Linked DNA regions of Mus musculus: regions 2 and 3 are each linked to region 1. Evidence: chromatin contacts called from public Hi-C and Micro-C data. All regions are on one chromosome and are shown on one strand. The core of a region is the stretch at or near the end of the contact, and the rest is flanking DNA. Distances in the headings are between cores, read along the strand shown. Region 1 overlaps Clstn1 (calsyntenin 1). Region 2 overlaps Gm42354 (a long non-coding RNA gene). Region 3 has its middle 46 kb from the start of Gm13070.

Region 1 (3,347 bases), core at 492-2,991:
TGTATTCCAGGCCTTGAAGCACTCAGACCGGTGCCCCATTTAGCTCCGTGTGGTCACGAATCAAGACGAAGGGCCAGCCAGAATTGAAGTCCTCTTCGAAGTTCGTGTGAGGGGCACACAAGGCAGCTTTATGGACGGACAGGACTGATCTCTTCCAGAGCTGAAATCGCAGAAGGCAGCTGGGGAGCTAGGCTCGAAAAGTGTGAGCAAGGACGAGAACGGAATTCAGTGTAGTCTGGGCAGTCAGAGGAACTCGAGAAACGCAGTCTCGGCCTCCTCCCAGGGATCCAAACGCCAGCCACCCGCCCGGCTTTTAGAGAGCCCAGCTCAGGGGTCGCACATGCTTATCGTCCCACCCCAAGCACATCTCCATGTATCAGCTGCCACCTCAGGACCTGGATCTCCCGGTAGCATTCTGAGACTTTGAGAACCATCACCGCTGTCTCGCCAGCAGCCCAGAACATGGCTCAAGGAGCCCCTTCATGTTGATGAGCCCAGGGTCCAGCAGTGAGCGGTGGTGCCTCCGCAGCACCCGCTGAACCCCTAGTCTGCCCCACCAACTCTGAAATAGGAAACGTGTCTGTGTGTGTGTATGTATGTATGCCATGTTATTTATTGAAAAGAGTCTAGGTGCTCTCTGGTGTGGCTGCAGATTCTGCACAGGCTCGGCCTTTCTGGGTTGGGTGTGTACTTGGCTGGAAGACGGGTTTTTTGTTAAGTTTTTTCCTCTCATTGATGGGGGCTGAGACCAGTTTGTGCAACCTTGACACAACAGGTAAAGACAGGTGAAAAGAAATAAAAACGTTTTTATGTTCTTAAGTTCTTGGCTCAAATAACAAGGGGACTTGGGGGGATACAGTGTACTGGTTGAGCCCTTGTCTGCGAAGTGCAAAGCTTCAGGTACATTCCTTAGTACCATAAAAATTAATAATCCTTGCCCGGCATGGTGGACATCTGTAATCCCAGCACTGAGCAGGCAGAGGCAGGAGGATTGCTTTAAGTTTGAGCCCAGCCTATCTTCATAAATCCCTCAACCCCTGCCCCAACCCGTACCCAACAAACATGACAGAATGGACCCCACTCAGGCTGGAGTTAGAACCAGAACTTTATTATAACGCATACACTTTCTGACCTAGTGTCGATATACACATCTTAAAGGGGACCCTGCGGCTACTGACACGACAGTGTCCCTCTCTTCGTTAGCCTGTTTCCATCTAAGAAAGCAGCTACAGGGGACAGGACATGGGAGGGCGGCCACAGACAGCACGGCGGCATCCTTCGAACTAGCAGCAACAGCAGCGAGGACTGGATGTCCCAGCTGGAGCAGTCTAAACTCTTGACTGTGAATGAAGAGCTGTGCTGTGTGGGTGGTACCTGCTGTCTCCTATCTGCTGGGTCTTAGATCTTAGCCCAAACCCAACAGCACGCGGCATCCCATGGGGCCTCTGGGGAGGAGAGAAAAGATTGTTCTGGAGCATTGTAGCAGTTTATCTTTGGGCCTCGGGGTCTCCTTTTGGTGCTGTTGTGCAGACTTGCTCAGAACCGTGGTCTTCCAAGCGAGGAGCCTGACCGCCTGCACCTTTGCTGTCCGTTCCCAGCTACACCATTTCACCAACAGGGAGGCTCACGTTAATAAGCAGAAACCATGTGGCTGCCAGTCACAGGCGTGTACAGGAAAGGCCAGGGGCTTTGGCAACATCCTGGCTGTTCCCAGCCTCTAATGTGGTTGGAGGCTCGTGGGGCTGGCCCCCCCAGACAGCACTTGAAAGCCATGGCCCCGGCCACGTGGCTGTACGGAAACCCTAGCAAGGGTGGGCCCCAGTGACTTGGGCCTCTCCAACCTGGTTTCTTGGGAGGGAAGAGGGAGGAAGAGGCCCTCCTGGCCCCGCATTCTGACTTTACATTCCTGTCCTGGACTACTAGCACAGAGGACACACAGAATCCCAATTTATTTACAAAATATTAAAAAGTCGGTTGGCCATCTACATATTAACCCCCTCTGCTCTCCCACTTTATACATGCACTAGTTTGGGAAAAAAAAATAAAAAAACTTTTAAAAATAAGAGAAATGGTTACTGACTGCGTGGGAGTAATTTTTCACCCTCTGTCGACAAGTCCGCTCAGTGCGGCTTCTCTGGAGGTCCCAGGTGCTGGTGTCCTCTCCCTGGCCGACAGGGAACTCCAGACACACTTGGGGTCTGAGGTGCTGTGGGGCCCCTGCCCTGGGGAGGAAGCGCCAGCTTCTAGCAAAACTGCAATGGTGATGGGCGGGGAGGGTGGAGCCGGTGGTCCCACACACCAAGCACGGGAGGACTTTGAGCAGTGGGGGAAGGGTCTGCAGACCTGCTGGTCAAAATGATTTTGTACATCGTGGACCCGTGGGGCTGGGAGAGAGTCTGGAGAGCAGGCGCTGAGTGCGGGTTTAGTAGCTGAGTGTGGAGTCATCCCATTCCAGCTGTCGGGTGGCATTCTGGCCGTCTCCGGGGCCTCCTTCCTCCTCCTCACTGCTCTCAGACTCGGCACTGGTGATGTCTTCCTCTTCCTCCCCATCTTCGCTCTCCTCCTCCTCCTCCTCCTCTTCCTCCTCCTCACTGCTGTGCTGGTCCTCATATGTCTGGCAAAGAGACGACGGCGTAAATCTAGCCTGTAGCCCCATCGCCCAGTGTCTATCTACTAAAAGCCACAAAGGAAAACACAGCCAACCCCACAGTGACAGAAGGGCCTGAGTGGTACTGGGAGTCGCCTCGCCAAAGTGACCCGGCAGGTGACGCTCTCATTAGCAACATGGATACCACTCACATGGGATGGGGTGCTCAATGCAGAGGGGCGGAGCTTAGTCCTGTCATACCACGGACATCTTGGGGTAAAGAAGCCAAGAGCGTCAGTTGCCTGCCTATGCTACTCACGGAGGCCTTCAGCAAGGGCTTCCTCATCTGAAGGTGACCCCCCTAATCTAATCTCACTGACCCAACCTGCAAGCACATGACCAGGGTCTGGGTCTCCGTGGCGCTTTGTGGTTGGCCCTTCTGTGCCTACCTCCATGGGGTTGACGGTGATGGTCAAGGCAGAGTCATCCCAGTCCATCTCATTCTCCTTCCCCGTGTCCTGGTCCCGCATCGTTCGCTGATGTGCAGCCCGGATCCGAAACACCCCCAGGATGATCATGAAAACCAGGAAGCTGACACACACCACAATCACCACTGTCGCCGTGCTGGGGACAACTGCCATGGGGTTTGAAGACCAGACACACAGCTTTTGTGACGCTGCTTACACCCAAAGAGCTCCCCCCATCCCATCCCTCCTTGGCCTCCTCAACTACTCTAGGTAGGTCAAATGGAATGTGTCAG
Region 2 (3,745 bases), core at 214-2,713, 150 kb before region 1:
GAATACAAAAAAGTAAACCAGATCCAGCCAGCCACTGTCCTCAGACCCTGCAGTGTTGTGGAAAGAGATATGAATGAGTCACAGAGGAGTCAAGGTCAGATCCGAGAGGCAGGGAAGTACAGCAGCCAATCCCAGCGCCCTTTAGCGGCTATCCTGTGCGGCTACCCAGGATGCTGCTTGCAGCTTCGATGACCTCTCCCTGGCTCCGGCGCTGATGCCAGTCAGAGCTTCCCCGCTTTCCCTTCCTTTCCATTGTAAACACATCAACGGCTGACCACTGCCCGAGACCAGTCATCACTATTCAGTTTAAAAACCCCCTGAGAGACCATGGAACCGGCTCCGTCAATGCAGCGCCTGCGGCCCAGCACGAGGACTTGCGTTCTGATGACCAATGTCCTTGTGAACACATCGGTCATGTGATGCACATCTAGAGTCCCAGGACTGCCAGAGGTCTGGTACCCGTGGACTTCTGGAACTCACTGGCAAGTCAGCCTAACAAAGTTACTAAACTTCCATGAGAGAATCTGTCTCAAAAATATGAAGACTGAGTGAAAAAAAAAAAAAACATGTACTCTTAATTTCTGCCTTCTACACACACAAACACACACACACACACTTCCCTCTGAGGCTAAGGAAAGACAGCTGCACCTGGCCCAGCCAGCTCTCCTCAGAGCTGAGAGGTCAAAAGTCTGACATTTTTTGGACCCCACACAAAAAAATTAATTCCTAGACTGGAGAGAGACTCAGCAGTTAGAACACATGGTAGGTTTACTGTTTGGTTCCCAGCACCTATAGGAATGACTCATGACCACCCGTAATGCCAGCTCTGAGAAATCTGCCCTCTTCTGGCCTCTAAGTTACCTGCATTGTGCTTTTGTGCGTGCATGCACCCCACACCCCCACACCCACCCATGCACTCAAAAATTTAAAAATAATAAATATTTTTAAAAGTTTCAACTGTATTATAAAGTCTGCCTGGGTGGTCTTTATGAAAAATAGTTCGTGATTTCTTTTGTAGAAGAGCCCCCACCCCCACCCCCCACCCGTAAATGGGAAAATCCTGGCACCATCTTGAGACGGTGCTGAAAGGCGCTTTCTCTGAGGACTTCCTTCTGACTTGTAAATTAAGAACAAAGCTCCATTCTGCCCCTGTCTAAAGAAGGACACAGTTAGGGGCAGATGTTTTAAGGGTCATCCCCCACACCATGAGCCCACGTTTGATACTCATGGTCGATATATTTGTCCCAAGGGATAGTGGGATAAAAGTCAGGCAGTGGTAAACAGATGCTGACCCATTCATTGTTTGAGCTGGGATTTGTTCAAGTGCAGATTCTCACTGAGGGGAAAGGGGCGTGGAGAGAAAAATCAGAGCATGAGACAAACAAGTCCTACCCCTGCTCAGACTCACTAACAACTAGACCTGTTGCCTAGAGTGCGTGACTGCAACAGGAACCACCCACCAACAAGAGTCCAGTGCCTCCCCCACCCCCAAGGGACTGATGGCTCCCAGGCTAGCTGGGAGGAAGGCTGGGAGCAGAGAGAGGCAGCCCCATGTGACTTCCCGGGAGCCTGTTTGTTTATTCTGGTGAGACAGGCAGACAAACTCCCAGCTGGCCTGGGAACTGTCACAAAGCTACAGTTACTTGCCTCTGACCCCTGAACTCCAGACCTGCATCTCTCTTTTCCTTTGTCATTTACCATTGTTGCTGTTGGCTTTTTGAGATGGGATCTCTCACTCACATGCAGATGGTCCCTTGTTGAAAGGAGCATGTGAGAGAAGAAGAGACAGCCGCCTAGAGCGTAAGACAGTCTATGACCTCCCAACATTACCACAGAGGACCAAAATTCCAACCACTGAGGGACACGCTCATGGCAGGGACCAGTTAACAGATGAGTTGAGGGTCACTAAATCTAGTTCTTTCCACACCCACTGGTGACAGTGAGAAGATGATACCAGGGAAGGTGCCATGCCTCACTGTGGAGGCTGCTCTACCTCAGGAGCTGTGTGGCACTTGCCTCAGATGGGCTCTGATGCTGCCAGGCTGGCTGCTTGGATCCTGTTCCTAACTCTGTAGCCGCAATAGTGTCTTCATCTGGCTGAGCCAGAGCCCTGCAGTGCTTGCTTGCAAAATTCTCTCTCTCTCTCTCTCCCTCTTTCCCTCTCCCTCTTTCCCTCTCCCTCTCCCTCTTTCCCTCTCCCTCTCCCTCTCCCTCTCCCTCTCCCTCTCCCTCTCCCTCTCCCTCTCCCTCTCCCTCTCCCTCTCCCTCTCCCTCTCCCTCTCCCTCTCCCTCTCCCTCTCCCTCTCTCTCTCCTCTGTTTGTGTGTGTGTGTGTTAGGTGGTAGGTGTCTTCCTCTCACTGTCTTCTCCTTTGAACCTAGAGCTTACCATTCATCTAGACACCATGGCCAGAAAGTTCTGCGATTGGCCTATCTCTGCCCCCCTAATCCCCAACACCCTCCTCCCAACCCAATGCAAGGATTATAGACAGGGACCATCATGCCCGGCTTTCGCATAATGTTGGGTATCTAAACTTAGGTCCCATGCTTGCCCAGTGACCATTCTACCCACTGAACCATTCCTAGTCCCTGCTTGGGTTGGTTTTTTTTTTTAACAAAACAAAACAAACAAACAAAAATCAGGGTTTTTCTTTGGCCTAGAGCCTGCCAATCATGCTAGGCTTGGCTGGCCAGCAGTCCCAGGAACCCTATCTGCACCCCCAGCACACCAGAGCACCTAGCTTTTAACCATGGGCTCTGGGGATAGAGCCCAAGTCCTCCTGCTTGCAGCAAAGGCAAGCAGTTTGCCAGCTGGGCTTTCTTGCCAGCCCTTTGCTCCCTTCTTATTCCCATGCAATCCCCTTCACCCCACAGCCTGAGACTTGGGGATACCTATGGCATGTCACTAGAGTTGCATACACACCCTTGGGTGAGCTTTCAGTAGGCCCTGTGCCAGCCGGCTGGAAGGACTCCACCCAAACTACTGTGTTCATGAAAGGGACTCAGACTCTGACTGAAGTCCTGGGGGGATTTATAGAAACACCTCTGTTATGAATAACTCTAACCTAAATGAATATTTCCTGGGGCTGGGGTATACAGCTCAGCTAGGCTTGGCTGGCCAGCAGCTCCAGGAATCCTATCCAGCATGCACACCCTAGGTATGATCCCCAGCCCCCAAAATTAATTAATTAACTAGTTAGTTAACTAATCAGAGGGTTTTGTTTGAAGTTGGGCTTTTGCTAAACAGTTTTATCGAGCTGTTATCCAGGTGCCCCACAATTCACCAGTTTCCCTTGTAGCATCCAATGCCATCAGTATCTTCATGGAGTTACACAACCTCCACAATCTATTTTCAAACATTGCATCACTCCTCAAACAAGCCATACCCCGTAGCCATCAGCCCAGCATACTGCTCCCACCCTCCCCACCCCCCATCCCCCGTCTAGCCTTTGACGCTAATCCACTTTCTGTGTCTGCGTTTGTTCACTCCGGACATAAATAGAATCAGATATTATGTGGCTTTTAGTGTCTGCTTCTTTCACTTAGCAGATATCTTCCAGGTTTCTCCCACCGTAGCAGTCTCCGGAACATCTTTCCCTTAAGCTGAGTCATGTTCCGTTGGGTGGTAACAAACCGCATCTTCTTTACCCATCTGTTCCGTTAATGGGCATTTGGGTTGCTTGGCTGTCTGGCTTTTAGGAACACCGCTGCCGTGAGCATTTCTATAGGCAAGTTTTTAAAGTACTG
Region 3 (3,651 bases), core at 316-2,815, 210 kb before region 1:
CTGCTGCATCAAGGGACCCTTGTTAAGGGACTCCAGTGCATACTGAATAGTAACAGTAGCAATCAAGGATTAAAATAACCGCTGGTGGTCACTAAGGAGACTAAGCCATACTCACCCCTAACCCCTAACCCCACTGCACAGCCAGAGGAGAACAATAGGAGCCTCCTTAGAGAGCCTAGAGGCCCAGGATGGCCTGATGACACACACATCCCCGCAAACATTAGTACCCTGCTGTACACCATGCTCCACAAGCAGGTGTCCCAGGACCATCGTTACTATGGTTACCTGGCTGTTATCTGTTCCACCCTGTTTGCTTAGTAACCTCTCCCTAGATAAACTGCATCATTGCAAGGAGAGAGAGGGAGCCAGCCTTACTGAGGGGTTGCTATGGGCATGACTCTGCCAAGCAAATCCATGCACCCCTAGGAAGCAGTATCTCTTGCGCAGATAAGAAAAGCAGGCCTGTGGCTTTAAAGGACTTGCAATCAGGAAATCAGCAACATAGCACTGCCTCAAAGCCTTGTCTGCTAAAATCCGAAGCTGCATATGAAACATGATGCTAAGCCGGGGCTTTTAGACCCAACTCCCAGAGACATAGTGGACCCTTCAGCTATTCCTCCAGATGTTGCATGAGTGGCTGTGTTGTATTACTTGTGTGTGTGTGTGTGTGTGTGTGTGTGTGTGTGTGTGTGAGAGAGAGAGAGAGAGAGAGAGAGAGAGACTGTATGCATGTGTGTAAGGTATATATGCACATGTGAATGTGTGTGTATATTTGCCCAAGTGGATGCATATAGAGGTTTACATTGATAGGTTGGTAGGTCGCTCCTCAATTGCCTCTCCATCTTATTTCTGAATCTGAAACTTGCTGTTTCAGCCAGATTGGTGGCCCAAGCTACCAGGGTCTTCCCTCCATACACACCCTGCCATCCCAGTGCTGGAGTTAGAGGGACACACCACCACGCCCGGCCTTTATGTGAATTCTGTGGACAAAAACTTAGGTCTCCCATGTGTGTGCTGCAAGCATTTCTCTCACTGAGCCCTTTCTCAGCCCCTATTTTATCTTGAAACAAGATCTTGCTGTTTGAAACCTGGACTCCAATTCTTGGGCTCTATCCATCCTCCTGCCTCAGCCTTCTGAGCACTGGGACCACAGGCATTTACCACCATGCCTGCCCTTGTTAGGTGTTTTCTGAGTGCCTACTCTATGCCAGGCTCAGGACTGGGGTCTGAAGCAGCCTGGCCTCAGCCTCCTTTTGCTCACCAGGTCAAAATCATGGCACATTTGAAGTATTTTCCATTGTCCCCAGGTCCTAAGAAGGCCACCCAACAGCTTATGGCCGCTCCTTGGGGAGAGGGGGACTTGGGCGTCTTTCTGGGAGAATCCGGGTCTGAGTGTTTCAGGAAATCTCTGATCTGCCAGATTTCTGTATAACTGATCAGTCAGAGATGGGGGAAGGTTTCCCGTCAGCCAGGCGTTTGTCTTTCACATGAGCCCTAGACAGACAAACCACAGCCACAGACTCAACCAGCTGTGGAAGCATCGAACAGGAAACCCAGAACACCTGGTGCTCCACTTCCTCTGAAGACTGCGCGCGTCTGGGTGGCTGTGTGTGGCTGCCGGCGTTCGCGTCTGTTTTCTCTCCCGCTGTTGGTTAAGTGGGACTCAGATGCAGACAGAGTTGGAAACCACAGGCCTTGTGGTAACAAGGAAGTCAGACACTGGCTCTGAGACCTGACAGCACATGGCGGCTCCTCAGACAAGATCCCAGGCAGGATCCAGCCCCGGCTCTAGGCCACCCTCCAACTCCCAGCCATAGTCAGCTGCAAGTCACCGTGCAAGCGAAGGAAAGGCATTCTTTTGCTTCTGGACATAGGTGGTTTTTTTTTTTTTTTTTTTTTTTTCAAGCCGCTGTCTGGATTGGAGGGGAAGCTCTGCTTAAATATAACTTGGCCTCCGAGTGCAGACTCACAAAATGCAGTGTCTGGATAAAGCTGCTTTTATGATAATTTGGGAATCTGTGGGTGACCACTGAAGCCATGTGCTGAACAGGGGACTGATTTCCCATTAGCAAAGCTGGCCTCCCTATAAGGACTGGGTTTGCTGAGGCCCCCACACACTTCCTTTTTTTTTTTTTTTTTTTTCCTTTGACACAGGGTCTTATGTAGCTCTGCCTGTCCTGCAACTTGCTATACAGAGCAGGCTGGCCTTAAATGCACAACACTTTTCCATTTTATCGATGGGAAGACAAAAGAAAATAGAAAAGCTCTCAAAACCTCAGGAGGTGGACTTGTGAATATGTTTAAGAATCATTAAATTGACCTACAGAGAGGGTCTTAGCTCACCTAAGATCACATATTAATTAAGAGGTAAGATCACATATTAATTAAGAGGTAAGAGGCTCTTTGCTTATACAGTATGGTTTCTGATTCTGTGTTTTTACAGGATTTCTGCGTGTGGGTGTGTGTCTCTGCATCAGTACGTGTTTCTTTTGCACTTCTGGCTCTCTCTCTCTCTTCTTCCTGTTTGTTTGTTTGAATTCTATTTTCTTTTTACGTGCCTTTTTTTTTTTTCTAATGAGAGAAAGAAAGGGTATGGATTTGGGTGGGTAGAATCTGGAAGAAGTTGGGGAAGAGGAAAGTAAGGTTAGCATATATTGTATAAAAAGATCTAAAAAAAAGTGGGGCTAGGATTCAATTTCAAGTTGGTTCTTAGCTCCCTGCTGGGCCCTAGATTATTGTCTTAATGAGTAGTAACAACTGCCTAGCACAGCTGGTGCTCAACTTTATCAGCGAGCCGCGCTATCATTTGTGGCAAAGATAGTGCGATCCGCATAGGAAACCCAACCCACTGGGAATATCTGCACAATGCATAGTGCAGAATGGCTGCTCTATCGTTACTGGCATTGCCGGGGTCAGAGCCTAGGTCCTAGCAGCCCTGACAATCTAGACTCAGCATCCTGTCCCCAGTGAGTCAGTTACAGAAACAAATAACAGTAAAAAGCAGAAAAGAAGATTCATGCGACATGGCCACGTAAGGAAAAGGGACAAAGAGGTCCTGTACCCTATAAACCCGTCTTCAGGGTTCTAACATGAGGTTTCTGTTTAAAGAGAAGACAGGAGCTATGCATAACTAATCAGTCTCCAGAAAGGTGTGGTCCCACCCGTGATCCGCTCCAGTCTGTTTTGCAGGGCCATCTGCAAGGTGTTAGGACTGTGTAGATCTCTCTAGAAGACAGTCTCCCCCCTTTCCCGGGTCTGGCGCCCAGTATCTCTTTAGAATATCTTCATTCCTGCCAGGTCTGTTACATAGTCAAAATTCTCAAGTCCACAGTGGCCTGTTCTGTGTTACCTGTGACTCTAGAACGCGTGGCTGAGGCTCTCCTTGGCCCACAGAGCTCAGGAGCACGTTAGGAAGATGGCCAGCTTGCTAGCAACAGCGATTTGTGAGTTCATGTAGCAGTCAGAGAGGCTAGGCATGGTGGAGGCACGCCAATGGATATTAACGACAAGATGAACAGAGCACTATGCGGGTATCGCCCGCCGGCGGCTCAAAGCAAGCCAGAGAAACGCTGCAGCATCTCATATCTGCGGCTAAGATTACAGGAGCCAAGTTCCAGCAAACCCTAGACTGCGAACTGAAGCCGAAGTGAG

The links. A called contact is a pair of places that touch in the nucleus more often than the background predicts.
Region 2: a contact with region 1 is called in a Micro-C map of the G1E-ER4 cell line, with 2.2 times the contacts expected there. The contact joins two enhancer-like sites. A contact is called at or near these places in 5 of 484 Hi-C or Micro-C datasets (the G1E-ER4 cell line, the N1E-115 cell line, cerebellum and 2 more) and 1 of 115 datasets of contacts at active chromatin or transcription factors (embryonic stem cells).
Region 3: a contact with region 1 is called in a Hi-C map of CD8 T cells, with 2.1 times the contacts expected there. The contact joins two enhancer-like sites. A contact is called at or near these places in 1 of 39 promoter capture datasets (pre-B cells), 1 of 484 Hi-C or Micro-C datasets (CD8 T cells) and 1 of 115 datasets of contacts at active chromatin or transcription factors (memory CD8 T cells).

What each region holds. Positions count from the first base shown.
Region 1 is chr4:149,646,640-149,649,986 of GRCm38.p6, reverse strand. Clstn1 (calsyntenin 1) reads right to left here. Exons shown (of 19, transcript NM_023051.5): 18 at 3,037-3,221; 19 at 1,088-2,614. The coding sequence ends at 2,423. It overlaps Pik3cd (phosphatidylinositol-4,5-bisphosphate 3-kinase catalytic subunit delta), which reads left to right. Exons shown (of 22, transcript NM_001164052.1): 22 at 1-819. Among named protein-coding and RNA genes, the nearest start is that of Mir7023, 7.3 kb to the left of the region's middle. Within about 2 kb of position 1,741, at least 56 of the 459 cell types and tissues checked have an H3K27ac peak or open chromatin away from gene starts, as enhancers often do. A contact at or near this core is called in CD8 T cells, the G1E-ER4 cell line and pre-B cells, where this site is marked.
Region 2 is chr4:149,796,614-149,800,358 of GRCm38.p6, reverse strand. It overlaps Gm42354 (a long non-coding RNA gene), which reads right to left. Exons shown (of 3, transcript XR_881588.1): 2 at 1-47. Among named protein-coding and RNA genes, the nearest start is that of Gm42354, 7.8 kb to the right of the region's middle. Within about 2 kb of position 1,463, at least 53 of the 459 cell types and tissues checked have an H3K27ac peak or open chromatin away from gene starts, as enhancers often do. A contact at or near this core is called in the G1E-ER4 cell line, where this site is marked.
Region 3 is chr4:149,854,540-149,858,190 of GRCm38.p6, reverse strand. No RefSeq gene overlaps it. Among named protein-coding and RNA genes, the nearest start is that of Gm13070, 46 kb to the left of the region's middle. Within about 2 kb of position 1,565, at least 119 of the 459 cell types and tissues checked have an H3K27ac peak or open chromatin away from gene starts, as enhancers often do. A contact at or near this core is called in CD8 T cells and pre-B cells, where this site is marked.